Linked DNA regions of Zea mays: region 1 is linked to region 2. The links are chromatin contacts, called in public Hi-C maps. All regions are on one chromosome and are shown on one strand. The core of a region is the stretch at or near the end of the contact, and the rest is flanking DNA. Distances in the headings are between cores, read along the strand shown. Region 1 holds the start of LOC103629977 (autophagy-related protein 2). Region 2 holds the start of LOC100286022 (AMP-binding protein).

Region 1 (2,750 bases), core at 187-2,686, 220 kb before region 2:
CATCATCAACTTCACTTGCAACAGATGGAGAAAGCACAAGCTCCAATTCTTCAACAACAATCTCGCAGCTAGCAGCGAATCTTACTAGCAAGGATTTTATTGATCCTTCTTTCAGCGTAATAGGGGATCCTGATAACTGAAATAATGCAGAAAATTAACTGATGATTTCACTATAAGACAGGAAGCAAACAATTTCACTTCCGCAGGTTCCACAACTTTTTTTGGTGGGGGCATTCAAATAAGAAATGATTGTGGTGTGCTAAGTACAACAGTGAATCAAATTAGAAGAAAAAATAGTGAGCAAAGGGTATTGAAGCTACAAAGAACAGCAAGTAAAATCATAGACTAACTGGTCACATGATGCTTTCTGCTAAATTGAATATAACACTAGCCACACTCGGCATTTCAGTGTGTGCAAACTTTACATTGTAATGTATTTCAATTTAAGATGCTTCATATGAATGAACTACAACAAAGGTGCATAGCCTCTTCTCCTGCCCCCAAGATCTTATTATGTTGCTATTCCGTAAACTTTTAGGTACAAACTAACCTAATAAAAAAATACTGAAGCATACCATGCAACAACAAAATGGGATTAGTCAAAATTGACACAGACATTAATCAAAAAAAATTCTACAGCTCAACTTCTTTTCGGCACCAATCTTCAGCTCCAGCATAAAAAAGCCAAAACCCCTGCCTCAATACCAACTAAACTTCGAATAGTGGTCAATCATGATCAGAATTTAAAATCAAACAACTAAACCCACCCGGCAATCAAATCAACTATTCCTATCTTCAGTACCAAGTTCTGGGCTTCCCCACGCCAAAACTCGATCATCCAGAAAACAGGGTGTGGCAATCGGCGATGAAACTATCGCAAAACCTAGCCTCCCCTGCGCCTTATTGAAAGCGGACTGCGACGGCTCCAATACACATGCGACGGCTCCAATATACAGGGGAGAACAATACACAAGCGGGAGGGAAGAAAACGCACCTTACGGTTGATGAACTCAGCGTTGAGAGCGAGGTCGTTGAGCTGCAGCGTGCCGTGGCCAAGCTGGATGTCGAACTGATCGAGGTCCAGGTCGCCGAGGATCAGATCCCCCAGCCGCTTCTTGAGCAGCGACTTGCAGACGCGCTTTAGCAGCGTGTCGGGACGGAAGCCGTCCAAGAACCCCATCGCTTCCCCTTTCGCGGCGGCGTCGGTGGTTGCGGAGAAGGAGGCTCGCCGGCGACGGAAGCGATAGTTGCTTGGTTCGATTGATAACAAGTCGGCTTTTTCGTATTAGACCCTGGAGGAGCACTGGAGCAGACTGTCAGAGTTGCCGCATACTTGTATCGCACACCCTGGGAAATCGCCTATTTATGCTCGCGCAAAGGAAATCTGTGCCACTGTCGGATGGGGCCAGACAAGTGGGGTCCAATCCGGTTAGGATGATGACGGGTGACGGCGCGGCGCAGCTCTCTAGTGCGTGTTTGCGACCCGTACGAGGCCGGCTCAGTCGGGTCGGGTGAACCAGGCCGAAGTTAGCCGGTCTTAACTGATACAACATATTTGTTTCTGCAATTGTAACAAATAAGTCTAGTTCAAGTGAGCTGATATTTGCCACATGTAGATAGCCAGGTTAAAAGTCACTTTTGTTTCTTGGAAGCAGCCACGAGGAGCTGGTTTGCGCCACCGGCATCCGAGCTCCAAAAAACGGAGCCTGCCTTCGTTTCCTAGGAGGCAGGTTGAAGAGTCACTTTTGCACGCACAGAACCGAGCTCCAAAACAAGTCAAGCCACACAAACACATACGTTACATCCCGCGAGCACAGCCAGACCAGCGGGCCAAGGTCGCAAACGTGCCCCTAGTCTCTACCCGTCCCGCCCAAGTTCGTGTCGGCGCGTATCAGGTCTCATTCTTTCACTCGTTTCTCGCCACCTGAGAACGGAAAATCAGCGAACTTCCCTCCAATTTCATAGATTTCGAACGGTTTATGATTTCAAGTTTTGAGTCAGGGAATTTCGTTTTTTTCTCGGCGGATTTCGCCGGTTTAGAAAAAATTAAAAAATTTGGCAAGATATGTTTATAAATTGTTAAAATCATGTTGCACGGTGCCTAATAATATATACATACAAATAATGTAATGTCCAAGATCACATAAAACATATTAATCCAAATAGAAAATGCAATCCCAATGCAACACAAAGCTATAGAAGGTTACAATAGTAACATACAAGTACATATGAAGTCTTATGGAACTAGTAATGTAACAACAATGAACATTATGTAATTTCTAAGTAATGTAACAACAATGAACAAACTGAAACAACTACTGCAAATCCACTGGATCCTATTTTTATGGTTTGCATGTCTCCGTTACCTGGTCCTTACCTGGTCACGAGAGGGAGAGTGGAGCAGAGAGAGTGGAGTTGTGGAGGGTTCGGCAAGCACATGTATCCATTTTCTTAATGGGTTTGGGTTTTAGGTTAACAGGTCCAAACGAAATTATTTTTTCACGTCAAAAGATGGATATTTGAACTTCAAATATATTTTGAGCTCTGGGGACCCTCTAGTCTTTTTTACATATTTTTCCTAATTTTTATGAAATTTTTTAATTTCAAATTTTGAAACGGATTCTTTGAAATATTCACCGGATTTCGATTTCGCCTAGTAGCGAGAACAGGAAAAGATGGCGAATCTCGTCGAATCCCGAGCGGGATTTGTATCCCTGGTGCACATCCTCTCGTTAGCCCGTCCCGCAAAG
Region 2 (2,700 bases), core at 31-2,530:
CATTGATGAGTACACCAAAATGGAGAAAAGCTCGATCTTATAGTGCTTCAAATATTTTCATAGAGATGTTATTTCATGTTTTGGTGAAGAGTATAGTCATCGTCCCACTATTGACGATCTTAGACGACTATTAACTAAGGGTGAGGAGAGTAGATTTCCTGGTATGATAGTAAGGATAGTTTGCATATATTGAAAGTGGAGAAAATGTCCCATTGAATGGAGATGATAGTTTACAAGATGGGGCATTGGATAGCCGATCATCATGCTTGAAGCGCTTGCCTCGTAATACTTGTGTGGATTTGACATTGTTTTTTTGGTGGCGAGGTCGAACAACGACGTCAACATGCTCAAAAAGTCGTCATTGTTCATTGACGTGCTTGAGGAAGAAGTACCAAATATAAACTTCACGGTAAAGGGACATGAGTATAACCAAGGATAGTACCTCGTCGATGACATGGACCCGTGGTGCTCGATATTTTAAAGACCATTCCCCTCATACAGACTATAAAGCAGGGAATATTTGTTGTATGCTATAAGGGAGCATAAAAGAACATAGAGAGAGTATATGTGGTCCTCAAAGCTTACTTTTACATATTCTTGCTAGTCTAGGTCGTTCTTTTTCCCAACAAGTACACAGTGTGATTAAACGTACATGTATTATTTTACACAATATAATTATTTAGGATGAGCTTAGAGAATCATACGATATGGATAAGTATGAGGTAGTATAATCCTCTTATCACTCCTAAAGCATCGACATAGTTTGCAACCTTCATTCAAGGTGAGGTCACAATCATGCTAGTCCGGTGTTTTATCAGCTCTAAAATCATTTAATGAAGCATACATAAGATCTGCACCATAGAAATTAGTTTTTTATGAATTATATAATTTTATTTTTTTTAAATAATGCAATTTTAATTACTTTTATGAGTTACGTATTTTTATTGTTTTTCAAGCAATATAATTTTTATTTTATTTATTTTCTTAATTTTATGTTTTGATTCTTTTTAATAAAATACCGTGCTTCACTTTAAATAAAAGTTTCTAAAAGAAAAACCGATATGACATTAAAAATTGTGTATTATAGCATTATAATAGGTAAGAATTAACGATAGTCCATAGGCGAGTTGGTAGCATGGATGTGCCCGCCGGTAAAGGGTGCAAGCATTTTATCTTAGCCTTCAGATCGATTCAGCACAGGGCAGCGAGGTGAACCGGTGAAGTCTCAGTCAGCTGCTGTTATCCTATAATAGTAGCTGCCTACCTGACTTGAATAATCAGCATCGCTTTTCCTTTGCAATCGCATCCTACTTAGCTCTGTTCCGTAGAAATGAAATCCAGATTGCTCTTGTACTCTTTCCCCATCTTGGCCGACTCAACCAAACGCCTGCATTCAGATAAAGTCTCACTTCCGCCGCAGCCACCTCGACCACTCTTCGAGAGTGCGAGCTAGTTGTAGATCGGCGAGGCCGTCTCCGTTCGCACAAGCCAGACCTCTTCGCGCCGGCAATGGACAGGCTCGGCGCGAATCCGGCGAACTCGTGCCCGCTGACGCCGCTTGGCTTCCTGGAGCGCTCGGCCACCGTCTTCGGCGATTGCCACTCCGTCGTGTACCACGACACGGTCTTCACCTGGTCCCAGACACACCGGCGATGCCTCCGCCTCGCCTCCGCGCTCGTCTCTCTCGGCATCAACCGCGGCGACATCGTAAGCCTCGGTCAGCAGCTCCGCGGATTGGCGCCTGGAAATGAACAAGTCTGATTTGGTTAAACCATTCCTCTTGGCGTAGGTGTCCGTGCTGTTGCCCAACGTGCCGGCCATGTACGAGATGCAGTTCGGAGTGCCCATGAGCGGCGCCGTGCTCAACAACATCAACATGCGCCTGGACGCGCGCACGGTCGCCGTCCTGCTCCGCCACTCCGGCTCCAAGCTCGTCTTCGTGGACCCGGCGTCTCTAACGCTTATCAGAGACGCGCTGAAGCAGCTCCCGCAGGGGCACCCGGCACCGCGCGTCATCCCCGTCGAGGATCCCCACGAGAAGGGGCTCCCTGCCGCCCCGCCCGGGTCACTGACGTACGAGGGGCTTCTCGAGAAGGGCGACCCGGAGTTCGCGTGGGTTCGGCCGGCCAGCGAGTGGGACCCGATGGTACTCAACTACACCTCCGGCACGACGTCGGAGCCCAAGGGGGTGGTGCACTGCCACCGCGGGATCTTCTTGATCACGCTCGACTCGCTCATTGAATGGGCGGTCCCGCCGCAGCCGACGTACCTGTGGACGCTGCCCATGTTCCACGCCAACGGCTGGAGCTTCCCATGGGGGATGGCCGTGGTGGGCGGCACCAACGTCTGCCTGCGCCGCGTCGACGCCGCCGAGGTGTACGCCACCATCGCGGGCCGCGGCGTCAGCCACCTCTGCGGCGCGCCCGTCGTGCTCAACATGCTGGCCAACGCCCCGGAGGGCGTGCGGCGGCCGCTCCCGGGGAAGGTGCGCATCCTAACTGCCGGCGCGCCACCGCCGGCTGCCGTGCTGCACCGCACGGAGTCCATCGGGTTCGAGGTCATCCACGGGTACGGGCTGACCGAGACGGCGGGGCTGGTGGTCTGCTGCGCGTGGAAGGGGGAGTGGAACAAGCTCCCCGCGTCGGAGCGCGCGCGGCTCAAGGCGAGGCAAGGCGTGCGCACGCCTGGCATGGCCGAGGT

What was found. Hi-C and Micro-C count contacts between places; a contact is called where the count stands out from the background.
Region 1: a Hi-C map of bundle sheath shows a contact between it and region 2, with 2.6 times the contacts expected there. The contact joins the promoter of LOC103629977 here to the promoter of LOC100286022 in region 2. A contact is called at or near these places in 5 of 25 Hi-C or Micro-C datasets (bundle sheath, endosperm, leaf and 1 more).

The regions. Positions count from the first base shown.
Region 1 is chr6:127,914,146-127,916,895 of Zm-B73-REFERENCE-NAM-5.0, reverse strand. It overlaps LOC103629977 (autophagy-related protein 2), which reads right to left and starts at 1,436. Exons shown (of 13, transcript XM_008651078.4): 1 at 995-1,436; 2 at 1-136. The coding sequence starts at 1,180.
Region 2 is chr6:127,694,266-127,696,965 of Zm-B73-REFERENCE-NAM-5.0, reverse strand. It overlaps LOC100286022 (AMP-binding protein), which reads left to right and starts at 1,280. Exons shown (of 2, transcript NM_001158910.2): 1 at 1,280-1,707; 2 at 1,790-2,700. The coding sequence starts at 1,510.